Regions from separate parts of the Mus musculus genome. Here all the other regions are linked to region 3. The links are chromatin contacts, called in public Hi-C maps. All regions are on one chromosome and are shown on one strand. Each heading gives the region's core, a stretch centred on a gene start, on an enhancer-like site or on the middle of the called end of the contact. The rest is flanking DNA. Distances are from core to core; before and after follow the strand shown.

Region 1 (4,425 bases), core at 621-3,120, 210 kb before region 3:
AAAGGCGGCTGCTGGTTCTCAGGTGACAATTGCTTCTCCATGGTACTGCCTCACCATCGGAGATAATTGCCCTTGGTGCAGGGTGGGGGTCCTCAGGGCTCTTCTGTTCCTGGAATCCAAGGTGACTGCATGTTTAGGGTTATGACTATTGACCTTTGGCTACCTGGGGTGGGGACGGTCATAATATCTGGGACAGGGCCTTGTAAGGAGCTGACAGGAAGGTATTACATGGCCTCTGATCTTCGTGCCTTCTGTGCAGCAGGGAATAAGGGAGCTGAGGCATGAGTGGTTTCTAGAAAGACAGTCGTCACATAATCAGCGTGCCTGTGTGTAGAGGTAAGGAGTGTCTCACAGTGCAGGAGGCAGACGAAAGACAACGGCTGGGTACCAGTCTTTCCATTTGATTTCTCTGAAGGCCCCAGCGAGGAATCAATGCTTTTAGCCAAGCAGCTTCCAAATGCCTGTTATAATTACAGGGTTACAGAGGACCTGGAACATTTGATTTTAAGCTAATTGAGGACAGGGATTACATCCCTCTGTAGCTTTATACTTTCTTAATTAAATAAAAGTTAAAGAATAGAATATGTAACTCGACAGGCTTAATGAAATTAAGGTAAGCCCTAGATTTGCTTCCAACTTACTGATTAAAAAAAATACTTAAATCGAATCATTGAAGAAAGACTAATACATTTTTTATCCTATTATGAACACATTAGAAAAATGCACTTTCCAAGGTCAAAGCCACCCACTTTGTGCAAAAGATCCTGATGTTAGCTGTTCTCACCAAGTCCAGATGGGCTGCCTTGAGGAACTTATCTTCTTGTATTGAGCGGAGGATGCTTAAGATGTCTCCTTGCATCCATAGCTATTTTTCAGAGAATTCACAGACACGAGATTTATTTTAGATCCTTTGCCGAATTTCTTCATATAGATGTTACTACCACAGTCCCTGTGTGAGGACGTGTGTTACTTCTGGTAGTACAAGACCTCAAGTCACAAATTAATTTCTTTTCAGTGGCTTTGGAAAATGTTAACCCTCAGCATGAAAACCCTTATTAGGGGAATGAAAACCGAGAGCCCGTGAAATCATGGGAAAATACACGGGGGGGGGGGTGCCTATGCTTTGCCCCTGAGTGGGGCTTTCCTTCGCCTCCCAGTGACTTGCTATCCCATGGTGGCCACACATAGGTGAAAGGATTCTTACACGGGACACAAAAAGAGAGAAGTGGGCCAGAAACCCCAGAAGAAGAACACTAACTCAGATTTCCCAGGACTGGCTACTGTAATGACGAGAGATCTGCAGAGAAGATGAGTGTGAATGTTGAAATAAGAGTTAGCTCACTTAAAAGAAATTTCCCTTGTATCCCCCAAAGACGTCACTAAATCAAACTTCTTCCTTGCTTACACTCTTCCCTCTGTAAGCTGGGCTCTACTTGACTTATTGTAATCATTCTCGTACATTCATAATACAGTCTCTGCAATCTGTAAAACCCTCTCCCCCCATCTCATCTTCTCCCCTAAAACAACAGCGTGGAATACTTGATTTCAAGACTGGCTTCCTCAGTCAGGAAGTCAAGGTACGTGGGCTTAAGTGACTGTACTATAACAGTGAGACTCAAATTGGGGGTCATTTGTTTCTATAATCGATGAATTTGTAAGGTATGTCGCTCACAAGCTTGCAAGTCTTTTCCTGACCTGGCTCCTCTTTCCTTCTTGAATCTTGTCTCTTTCGTTTAGCAATCTCCTATATGCATGGAGCATCTCTTCCAAGCTCAGTTTTGCCATCTTTATGGCTTCTGCCTTTGATATTCTGCTTACCGTATTTTTCTCCTCTAGCTCCTGGGTGATCTTAGCGTTTCATCATGTGAATAATGTCTTCCAGAAACCAACACTGCCTAGTCACCTCCCCCTTCCAGATTAGCAGCCCTCTGAAGTACCCCAGCCTGCCTTCTGTGCTTGCATCTCTGTATCTGACACACATAATGTGTGGTAATAGTCTCCCTGCTGATTTGTAAGCCTTATAAGGACAGCAGACTGCATCCATTCATCCTAGTTCAGGGAAGGTACCCAGTACTCTTTTTTTTTTTCCCCTAGCTGACCCTAAGGGCTCACAGGCGAGCATGTTCCATACTGAGACGCTTCCAGCCAATTGACACCTTTCCCTTAGAACTTCCTTTAAACGTTTTAGCCAAACGTTAAATCGACTTAAAAAGTATGTCCTATATTTAGAAATATAAAGACTCTCTAGTGAGCTTGTGGCCTTGGGAGACCAATGCAAAGACTGAATGTCACTTTCAGTCAGGGTAGGGGTCGGGGTGGAGGAATAATTAAAGGCTTTCATGCCGTTACCTTGCTGGTTGCGTTTTTTTCTACTATCTACTTTCCAGCCTCAGATTCCAGCCAGCTCTATCTTTAGCTCATCTATCAAGATTGGTGAGACACGTCTGGGAACTATTTGTTATCTCTAGAGAGCCAACTCACAGGTCAAAATAACAATAAAAATGCAAATTTAGAGGAGTCTCCCTTGAAAAAGGCTATTTGCTTTCTTGGCCCGGGTGTGTTGCAATCCTAGAATCTTGCTAAAAGTTAGTTTCTGAACATTTTCCATTCACAAATTTTGTAATGCCTTCTTATAATTCTTTGTTCAATGTCTCCATCCCAACACATGACTTCGAGAAGTCAGGCACATTCTGGTTTTCAAAAAAAAAAAAAAAAATTGCTTAATCCAAGGGAATGAAGTTTCTTAAAGGTTATCTGCCTTGAATTACATCCAAGTTCTCCACGAATGAGCTATGTAAATCTTGCCATATGTTCTTGCCATACTGGTGCATCTGAGTAGATTGAGATATTTATAAAATGATCTAGGTATATTCATTGATTGAGGAAGATTGTTTTCTGAATATTGAGATAATTTAGTGTCTGGCACTGCTTAATTAATTTACCTAGATAAGCTAGGTTGGTTAAAATAAACCTATAAGGCCTTAATTTATTTTGTCATGGAGCCTTTTTCTTTCCCCCCCTGGTGTAGAGAAGGTCTGGGGAGCAGCTGGCCACCAGCTGGAGCTTCGTGGCTGGTTTACTGAAGTGAAATTGGGACTTTAACAAGCTTAGGTGTAACTAGATTTCACCTGCCTCTCAGAACTACCAACGCTCTCTCCCTTTCTACCCGACTACTCCCCATGGCTGGTTGTTTGGAGGGTCTGTTTTCAATATTTCTGCCCAGACCATATATGATCTGAAAGCTTTATAGTCATACCCTGGATTTAATTACGACAACAAAAATGTGTGAATTAAATCTAGCTTCTTTTTGAGAAGGTAAGATCAAGACGAGGGGTGGGGGAGCTTTTGAGGAAATGGCCACTAATATATTTAAGTTCTCAGAGGTTATCTACAAACTGAATTCAAGTGATAGATCTAGCTGGATTTATGTTTCCACCAACTGATGGGAGCCATATGCTCAGATCAGTACTTGTAGGAGGCTACGTTTATTTCACTTTCTCCTAAGCATAGTCCACAGCAGAAACTTCACATTGGGCTACAAGCACTGCAATATTCTTCCCAGCATAGCTGTTACAGTTCCTAACATAAAACCCACCCTTAGAAACATCGCTGACTACGGTGATTTATTAAAAGTTTGTTTGAATTTGTGGCACTCACACAGTCAAGCATGTTAAATCTCTCTGCATTTCTTTTAGCACAAACCATTAAATGTTGATGAACTGACGTATCCTTGGTGGTTTTGGGTACACGAATAAATGTGCTCTGCCTCTTTAAGACAATGACAGTCAGGAGTGGCTAGAGAGAATTTTTTAAATTACCCTTTTAACAGGAAGAGAAAAATGTGAGGAGACTCTCTGCTTGGTGACAATAGGAAGAAGACAACATGAAAACTTGGGGAAAAAGAAATCCCTTGTTGCCTATTTTTTTGTGTGTGAAAAGACGTCTATGACCCAAACAGGCTGGAAAAGCCCAACATCACGAGACTAAATTAGATTTTTTTTTTTTTAAAAAGCACTCTGTGACCCTCATGAGTTCATATGTGCAGCTTTCTTCTGGTGAATAAGATGATTATATTTTTATTTGTCGATTTCCCTTGGGATTAGAGGTAGTTATAAATCCTAGAGAAAGTGTTGGACAGTTGGCTCAGTTCGGCATCGTAATCGACACGGTTTTCCACACTGAAAACATGGAGGGAAGAACGCTCTATGCTTTTCCACACTGGCTTTGTTTTAAGAACTGAAGCAAGCATGAGCTGTTTAATGCAGTGAGACAGGCACATGTCACAGCGGACAATCACACATGGAGGCGTGGAGCCGTAGGAGAAGAAATATTTCTTGCAAATATATACATATACTATATTACTCTTTGTCTTTTTTTTTTCAAGCGTCCTAACTGTTAAGTTCAGAATTCCTGAAGCTTCCTCTG
Region 2 (4,527 bases), core at 1,772-4,271, 190 kb before region 3:
CATCAAATCACTACTCACCCAAACCAGGTTGCTTTTAAGTCACAAAGTGTCTGAAAAATCTAGACTCTCTACTTTAGAAGCTCTTTTTTCTTATTTCTTCATTGAACTACAAATCATCTTGGTACTCAGAACTCAGGCATCACATCATCCAATGACACTCCTTACTGTAACAAGTGGGCAGATCATCCTGGAACTATTGGAACATTTATGGAAGAAAATATATATCAAAGGTACATCATATATGCTGCTAGTAGTTCCTAAGGGACTTGAGAAATGTATATTTAGCAAAAACTACATAAGCAGGTAAAAGGTGAATCACTGTTTTTGATGGAGGTAGAGTGATAGTTATTTTTCATGTACTTTTTTGTAAATGTGTGTGTGTGTGTTGTATATGTGTGTACACATTTTTGTGGGTTTGTATATGTTTCTATGTGACTGTATGTGTGTATATGTGTGTGGTGTATCCGTGTGTTCACGTTTATATGGGTTTATACATATGTGTATGTGTATAAATGTATGTGCAAATATGTGTGCATGTTTGTGTTGGTTTGCACATGTGTGCATGTGTAAGTTCATGTGCGTATATGTTCGTGTGTGTTTACAATGTGCATGTGTGCAAGTGTGCATGTGTGTATGTGTAAATGCATGTGTGGATTTACACATGTGCTCATATGTGCATGTGAGTATATATAAGGGCATATGCACATATTTGTGTTGGTTAGTACATGTATGCATGTGTATATGTGTGTATGTGCAAGTGCGCATGTGTGTATACATGTTTGTTTGTTTGTTTTACATGTATGCATGTGTGCATGTGTAAATGAATGTGTATACATGTTTATGTGGATTTACACTGTGAGTGAGTGCACAAACACATGCATGTGGACACCTTTCTCTATTCTTTCTACTCCTCAGTTTTTGAGACAAGGTCTCTCGCTAACCCTGGAGCTTCCTGAGTCAGACACTGGCTGGCCACCAAGCTACAGAATCTCTCTGTCCCTGCCTCTTCCGTATTTATAGTACAGACAATGTACTACTGCATTTGACTTGTGGGTCCTCTCGCTATTTGGCAGACATCTCACCAATGGAGCTCAGCCCTCAGCTCTATTTCCTAACTTTTAGAAAGTAAAAGAATTAACTACTATCGTGTAAAGGCAAAATACATTCTTCTCCCTCCTGCCTCCTGCATAGCAAGCACCAGAGAGACTGTGACACAGTGGCTCTCATCTAAATAATCCCGTCTCCTATTTAATCACACTCTTGCCAATCCCATATGCAGTATAAACATACAGAACTATGTCAAATATGGACATCTGACAATATCTAGACTTTATGAAAACTATATACATTCAACTCCACAAAATTTGGGTGGGGGGATTTAATTCAAGGGAATTTATATTCATGGAGTTCTGGGGCTCCCTACAGTTGTTTTTGACCAGAAGTGTTGCTAAAAATAACTTTCTGGGAAGCAGTTTCCATGAACCTTCATTTAATTTTGTCGTGACAACTCAGCCACAGCTCTCAATGCAAGTCTCCAGTTGGCTTCAATACAAAGGAACAGTCGTCTGCTAATCACTCAGTGGCCTCACAGGTGTTGCCTGGCAGCATGTGCAGTAGATGCTGTGTTGGAGAAGCATGTGTGGCTAGCAGCTGTAGCTGCCTATGACACTGCAGTGCTTTGAATAAGAATGGCCCCAGTAGGCTCATAGATTTAAATGCTTGGCCATTAGGGAGCAGTGCTACTTGAGAGGGATTAGGAGGCGTGGCCCTGTAGGAATAGATCTGGCCTTCTTGGAGGAAGTGAGCCACTGGGGATGGGCTTTCCGATTTCAACTGCCAGTTGCTCTCTCTTCCTGCTGCCTATGGATCTGGATATAGAACTCACTACCTCTCCAGCACTGTGTCTACCTGTGTGCTGCCATGCTTCCTGCCATAATGATAATGGATTGAACCTCTGAAAATGTAAGCCATTCCCCTTTCCTTTCTAAGAGTTGCCTGGTGTCTCTCCATGCCTGGTGTCTCTTTGTCTCGGTTTGAGAGTCAGTTATAAGATAGTACCACACAGAGTGTCCAGGGGCAAAGGTTTCCTTCTGGGAAACACTCAGTAAATACTCTTTCCCCACACAACTGGTGTCCAGCTCTTCATAGACCTCCCTCTAACTGGGCACTTAGTGATCCAGACTTGAGTTTGTTTTCTACTCCCTCCTGAGAGTATCAGCATAATCAATGTAACACAACACTATCCAGGCCAGATCACAGGGGAATCTTTCACACATCGCCTCTGGAAGCAAACATCTTGGCTCTTAATGTGAGAACCTCCTTTAGTGTTGGCAAGTTGACCGATGGGGAAGAGAACGAGAGGCCTGAGCCCTTTCAGGAGATCCCCTTATCTTGAAGGGTGAGTTTGTTTAAAATGTTAGTAGCCAGTGGAACAAAGAATTCCTTGTATGATGGAGAACCTTCCTGAATTTATTTTTCTACCAAAAGATATGTGAATTGAAGAAAACTGTCTGCGGGGAAAGTAGCATTTTTTTTTAAATTAATCACATTTTTGGATTGCTGGCATTTGCAATTAATACTACTTTTGTTTCTGCTTGTGATCCAAATGGCAGGTAGAGGTTACTTTGATTTAATTATGAGCTCTCAGCATTCTTCCCATACCACCAATTTAGGCCGTCTAGACAGTGCGGTCGCTCTATGGTGAGTGGGCTTCCCTCTGGGAATTCCTTTCTTTTGGACCATGGAAGAAGTCTCCACAGACCTTGAAAAGACTTCCCACATAAGTCTCTGTGCCCTTATACTTCAATATCTGCGATGCCACAATGCATTAATACATCTGTATCGTATTAATACTGTATTAGAGCAATGCATGGGTAATACGATATAATAAAAACAGGGCTCAAGCCTAACGTTCTCACGTGGCTCCGCAAGATGAGAAACAGCATTGTCAGTCCCAGCTCGCGGGCCTTGTGCCTGCGGAGAGGCAGAAGAGGCCTGGGGCCTGCCGTGAGCAGTATAAACCGCCATGCGGTCCACGCCAGTGCTGCTGTCCAGAGATAAAGAACGCAGACAGGCAGACTAGCTGCGCTGTGGGTCCGGAGTGTTTTCATAATTCCCAACACCCTCCTCTTTCACATTGTTGGTTTGTCATCCTCTAGTAATTGTTCATAAATCATTGCTGCAATTGCTTGTGACTCTATAACATTCCCTGCCAAAAAAAAGTATTGCAACAAATAGTTGAGAAGTTCTTTTTTTTTTTTTCTTTCTCTTTCTTCCAAAATAATTTTCTTAAAAGAATTTGGATCTTGCATTTTCAAAACGATAGGAAAAAGCATAAAGAGCGACCGGGTGTGGGGATAAGGCTTTTCCTAAAAGCCAAGTTTGCTGGAGATAATTTCATTTCCAAAGTGAAGAACACGAAGGCCCAAGCCTCAGACCCGCCTGTTTTTTCTAACCACATTTCCATTCCCTCTCCAGCCCGGCCTGGCAAAGTGCATTTCTCTGCTGTTGACTCGTCTCACAAAACCTTTCCAAAGACAGAAATCCCATAACGTTTCGGGTTAATGAATTCTATTGTGTTGTAAGGACTTTACAGGGACTAACCTAAAGCTTCTATGCTCCATTTGAAATTAATTATCCTGGACTTTCACCATCATAACTAAGAATTAAAACCAGCTGCTCACCTCTGCCTTGCCACATTCCCGCAGCACGTTGGTAGGCTTGCCTTTTCATATTTCCATGCTACGTGGGCCCAGATCCTGTGACCTTTCTTTGGGAAGACGGTTTTCCAACCCGTTCATCATTTTCATTGTGCTTCTTTGGACAGACTCCAAAGTCTCTTTCCTTGGGTGGGCCCACGGTTTTGAGATAGCAGTGGCTGAGCCGTGGAAGTCACTTCACCAGAGATATGTAGCCTGCATGCCAGGGGCCATTCTTTGTGGGGGGGGGGTGTCATACTTCATTTTAGACACGCCTGCTGTAAAAACACAGTATAGATTAAAAATAAACTGGGTAAGAGTGTTCACCTAGGCTCTCTTCCAGAAAAACACTCTAATCTATTTAAGATATGACAGGTTTCCCTAAAGTCTATGCATCTACATAGATTTCAGAGAACACCTCTTATGGACCATGAAGGGTATAGTATCCGTACATTCGTTTACTCATTTATCTTTTCATTGATTTGAGAATGTTAACCAAATGCCTGCTGTTCCCTGATATAGTCTAGAGACAAAGGAACTGGATTATTATCTTGCTCATGTAGCTGCTTTACACTGAAGAGCATTTAACAACACGGAGAGACAGTGTGTGAATAGTTTGATCACTGATGGCGGCCCTTCTCTGAGCAGCAAGTCATTTAGTATGTACTTGCTGAGGTAGCCAGCTTTCTGTCACTGTGACAGAGTACCTGAGGCAGCTGATAAATAAAGGACCAAAACCATTAATTTTGTCTCCAAGTTTTAAAGGTTCCAGTCCATGATCAGTGTGAGTCTTATAGGCTCAGGCCTGCGGCAAATATGTACATCACGG
Region 3 (4,687 bases), core at 1,516-4,015:
CCGATTAAAAAACAGACACAAACAAAACCCAAAACCTTATTTTTCTTACAGTTTCAGAGGGAGGCAGTCCATACAGGCAATGCAAGCATGGCAGGAAAAACAGGAAGTGGCTGGTTTGGTCACATTGAATTCACAGTTACAAAGCCAACAGTGATGAATGTTTGCATTCAGCTTGCTTTTTCTTTTTTATTCAACCTGGAACCCCAGCCTATATAATAATACCATTCACACTAGGTTTTCCATTTTAGCTGAGGCAATCTACATCACTTACCATAGAAATGCTGAGATATGTTTCCACGATAACTCTAGAGCCCATCAAGTTGACAATCAAAATAAACTGTCAGTGTAAAGGGAGGCTGACAATTGAACAATATGAGAACACTTTTGTGTTACATATATTCAAAACAATAATGAATAATTTTGCATAGAGTAGTTGAATATATATATATATATTTTCATTTTACGTGCATGTGTGCCAGATCCCCCTGGAACTGAGTTTACAGATGGCTGTGAGCCACTATGTGTGTGTTGAGATCCAAACCCAGGCCCTCTGTAAGAGTACTGGGTACTATCAACTCTGAGCCATCTCTCCAGCCCTAGAGAATACTTTTCCTCTTAAGAACATAAGTCTTAAAGAACAAAATTTAGCAATAATTTTTAATCAGGAGATAGAAAATGCCACATAACACATTTTAGTCACTGAAACAGTTCATGGTAAGCCAATAGAAGTCGAATTTAATGCAGAACAAAGTAATTTTTACTCCTGACTCCTTATTACCATAACTTAAAAACTTGAATTCTTTAAGAATAAAAATAATAGACGTATTAACATATATGTCACTGTTGATTTAGTCTGTTATGAGTCTTACCCTCAACAGAGTGCTAATAGCATTTAGAATTTTAGATAAATAAGTACTTATTTTGAATGACTGACATTTTGGTCTTTGATAAGGGTGCTGTTCCCAGACACGGCTCCCTCTGAGGTCCACTACGGAGCTCTTTCTGGATCTTTCCCTGGGGTTTGACTATTAGCAGCAGCTGCTGGAGAAAATAATCCATACGAATCCATTCAACTGCAAAGCTTAGGATCCTCTGGAGGATTACGGGATCCAGTGGTCCTGGGAGCAAAGGGCCAACAGAATAAATACTTGGTAGGTTCTGATGGCTCTGTTTTATGGGTTCTAGCATCAGTTCCCGCACAACTCAACCCAAAGGGATATAATCAGGGGCAGCCAGGCTGTGTTTTAGAATGATAAAAATCCTCCTCCTTGGAGCTGGGGAGATATCATTCCATTGTTTTCTACTTTAAATTGGATGATTTTGATTCCATTGTAGATCAGGGGAGAGCACTCTTTTCAAGTAAAAACCCTAGCTTCTGTGAAATTTGGAATGTAAGAAAGCCTTTCTCATCGTTCTTAAACTGCATTATTTCTAATGGTTACTTATTTCAGATTGAATTAAGTCAAGCTTAGTAGAAAAGGATTTTTATGTCTCTTCTTATTTGCATTTGTTTGTCAAAATCTCTTTAAAGCGATTTATAGGGTAATCTTCCAAAAATTCTCTTATGTTTGACTTATTTGTAAAAGCGATACATTTGTGTCGATGTTTTATGTTTTACATTTTTTTTTCCAGCCCATTTAAAAACCTCACTTCTCTCTAGTCAATCCTTAAACAGTTGGGGAAAAAAAAATCATGTTCTCGATTTCACATGAAATACAAGAGTGCCCTCTCTTGTCCACCACAGAGTAATACAGCTGAAAAGGAAAGGTCCTCTTTAGTGACAAGGAACTGATAGAGGCATCTCTAATAATAAATACACCTTAGATTTTAATAAGAAAAGGGAGATTTATTGCAAGAAAACCACAATGCAAGGAGGGCTGAGTCTCAAGAGGTAGATACACTGAGTCTGAATAGACCTAGGAGTTAGAATGCGTTTCATTTTCAAAGTCACTGAAATATTTGCACTGTTAGGGAGATAGCAATCCCTCTGATATGTATCTATAAATAATAACATGTTGACTTTTCACTTTTAAAATCACTGAAATAAAAGCAACGGAAATATGATGTTGGTAGCTATTGTTGTTGTCAATACAGGATTGCACAAACTGTGCCACACCTGCTGAAGGGAGTTTTTGTTGCCCCATCTCCCTTGGGAAGCCATTGAAACAAACAAAATGTATCTAGGTCTTTGTGTTAGCTAGGAAAGACCAACCTGGTGTAGAGATTTCCTGGTCAGGTCAGACAGAATGTACTAGTGGAGACCAGAGTCCCTGCCACGTTCCAAGAGAGGCACAAGGGATACTATGCTGTGGTTTTGATTGGCTTTCCCAGAAGTTTAAAGTGAAAAAGCAACCACACTGTGTTCATGTTTCCTGGAATCTCAGATGAGGCAGTTATACCAATAAATCCTTCACCTTCTATGAAAGATGTTTCCTTAAAGCATGAAGGGAAGTTGTATTTATTAGAGGGATTTGGGGGAAAGACAGCACAAGTTTTTAAATCTAAGATTACTCCTTGCTCAGCTCCCCCTGACACATACACCCCACACTCTAGCAGTGTTTTATGCTCCTGTCAAGCGCTGCTCACTGACAAATCTTAGTCCTACAACCACTCCCCATGGTTTGAGATCTATCCCAAGACAGAAGTAACCTCTGAGGATCAGAGTCGCCCACACAGGACATAGTGAGCTTCTCCATAGGTGGCTGTAGCTGTTTGCAGAGTCTAAGGTCACGTGTGCACAGAACATCTGGTGCTCATTTCCTTCTGAGATATGCTGCCGCTGCTGCCGCCGCTGCTGCCACCATCTGAATAACGGATCACTCTGAAGCTCTGTGTAGCTGCGTAAGAACTGGATCACTCACTACCACGGGGGTCTCCCTATGGCTATTGTGAATCCCACAGCTCTCCTGTGTGACAGAAGCTATTGTCATCTTCCCTTTACCCAGAGTAGTGAGCATCACCTAGATCACATATCCAGATTTACTGGCTGGAAGTTGAGTTTGAACACAGATCAAGGAATTGAGTGGTAGGCTTGTCCTGTCCTAACTGTTCTCACCTCCCAAACTCATATCTGCTCTTCAAAGCTCTGATCTTCAACAATGTTGCTTCATGAGTTGTTCCCCCTCTCTCATTCTCTCTCTCTCTCTGTGTGCGTGTGTATGTGTGTGTATGTGTGTGTATGTTCCAAACAGCATCATCCTTAGCTATCTTTTTTAGTGGTTGTTTTATTATTTATCTATTTGCATATTTTTTTCTCCAAAGGGTTTCTTTGTGTAGCCCTGGCTGTCCTGGATATCACTCTGTAGACCAGGCTGGCCTCAAACTCAGAAATCCGACTGCCTCCACCTCCCAAGTGCTGGGATTAAAGGCGTGCACCACCACTGCCTGGCTCACACATGCGTTTCTTATAGGAAAGGGCACTTACCTATAGAGTGATGAGGCGTAAAACAGCGTCTTAAGTAGGTTGACTTATCATCAAGGTATCTATCCATTCTGCCAGTACTTACTAAGACCTGATGATCCTAGGTGCCAGGTGTACAGCAGTAGATGAGTAAGGTCAACTACATGCATAGTTTTAAAACTAATGAATTGAATATGAGGAGAGCTCTAGACATAATTTTAATTAATGCCCCACTTTGTTGGTAATTATCAGCTTTTAGTAGAAAGGTAGCTTGCCAATCTATTTTTTTGTCCTTATTGATGGACTAATTGAGAACATAATTACAGCTCATTAAGAGTTTTCTGAAGATCTATAGAAGGATCATCAAGATACAAACAGAAGTATCTTTTAAAAAGGGAGAAAGCAAGTGATAGGGGCCAATAGGGGAAAATATAGAATCTTTCTGATTTTTTTTAATTTGGGTAATCTATTGGAATGAGTTACAAATTGAAAATATTTGGCAGATGCGGATTTATTAACAACTAAAGAAATGAATCCGAGTGCAGCTCCGTTTTATCCGCACAGTAGATCAATATATTTTGCAGGCTGCTATTTCCTGGATAGGTCTGGCTTAGTATCATTGCTTTATAGAGTAAGGTATTTTTCCTTTTTGTTTTGTTTTGTTTTTCCCCTCGAGAACTCTCATCAAGGTATTGTCTATCTGACAATGTAAATCAGATGGAATTAAAGTCACCTCCATTGATTCGCCTATGAGGGATGAGATCTGGAGATTGACAGTTGGAGTCAGCCAATGAGCAACTGCCTTGTCACTGTGCTTACTGAGACGTGGGCTTTGCTTTTATGGGTTAGCCCATCTGTCTTAGTCAGGGTTTCTATTCCTGCACAGACATCATGGCCAAGAAGCAATTTGGGGAGGAAAGGGTTTATTCAGCTTACACTTTCCACACTGCTGTTCATCACCAAAGGAAGTCAGGACTGGGACTCAAGCAGGTCAGGAAGCAGGAGCTGATGCAGAGGCCATGGAGGGATGTTTCTTACTGGCTTGCTTCCCCTGGCTTTCTCAGTTTGCTTTCTTATAGAGCCCAAGACTACCAGCCCAGGGATGGCACCACCCACAAGGGGCCCTTCCCCCTTGATCACTAATTGAGAAAATGCCCCACAGCTGGATCTCATGAAGACATTTCCTCACCTGAAGCTCCTTTCTCTGTGATAACTCCAGCCTGTGTCAAGTTGACACACAAAACCAGCCAGTACACCATCTCAATGGATAATTTCAAGCAAATCCAA

Evidence for each region. Hi-C and Micro-C count contacts between places; a contact is called where the count stands out from the background.
Region 1: a Hi-C map of cranial neural crest shows a contact between it and region 3, with 2.2 times the contacts expected there. The contact joins two enhancer-like sites. A contact is called at or near these places in 1 of 15 datasets of contacts at CTCF or cohesin (CD8 T cells), 6 of 484 Hi-C or Micro-C datasets (Th1 cells, cerebellum, cranial neural crest and 3 more) and 3 of 115 datasets of contacts at active chromatin or transcription factors (Th17 cells, fibro-adipogenic progenitors and neural progenitor cells).
Region 2: a Hi-C map of embryonic fibroblasts shows a contact between it and region 3, with 3 times the contacts expected there. The contact joins two enhancer-like sites. A contact is called at or near these places in 9 of 484 Hi-C or Micro-C datasets (3T3-L1-derived adipocytes, Th1 cells, adipose-derived mesenchymal stem cells and 4 more) and 3 of 115 datasets of contacts at active chromatin or transcription factors (T-cell acute lymphoblastic leukemia, Th17 cells and neural progenitor cells).

The regions. Positions count from the first base shown.
Region 1 is chr15:94,003,136-94,007,560 of GRCm38.p6, forward strand. No RefSeq gene overlaps it. Among named protein-coding and RNA genes, the nearest start is that of Gm30609, 42 kb to the left of the region's middle. Within about 2 kb of position 1,871, at least 21 of the 459 cell types and tissues checked have an H3K27ac peak or open chromatin away from gene starts, as enhancers often do.
Region 2 is chr15:94,022,735-94,027,261 of GRCm38.p6, forward strand. No RefSeq gene overlaps it. Among named protein-coding and RNA genes, the nearest start is that of Gm30609, 62 kb to the left of the region's middle. Within about 2 kb of position 3,022, at least 59 of the 459 cell types and tissues checked have an H3K27ac peak or open chromatin away from gene starts, as enhancers often do.
Region 3 is chr15:94,211,891-94,216,577 of GRCm38.p6, forward strand. No RefSeq gene overlaps it. Among named protein-coding and RNA genes, the nearest start is that of D630010B17Rik, 33 kb to the right of the region's middle. Within about 2 kb of position 2,766, at least 45 of the 459 cell types and tissues checked have an H3K27ac peak or open chromatin away from gene starts, as enhancers often do.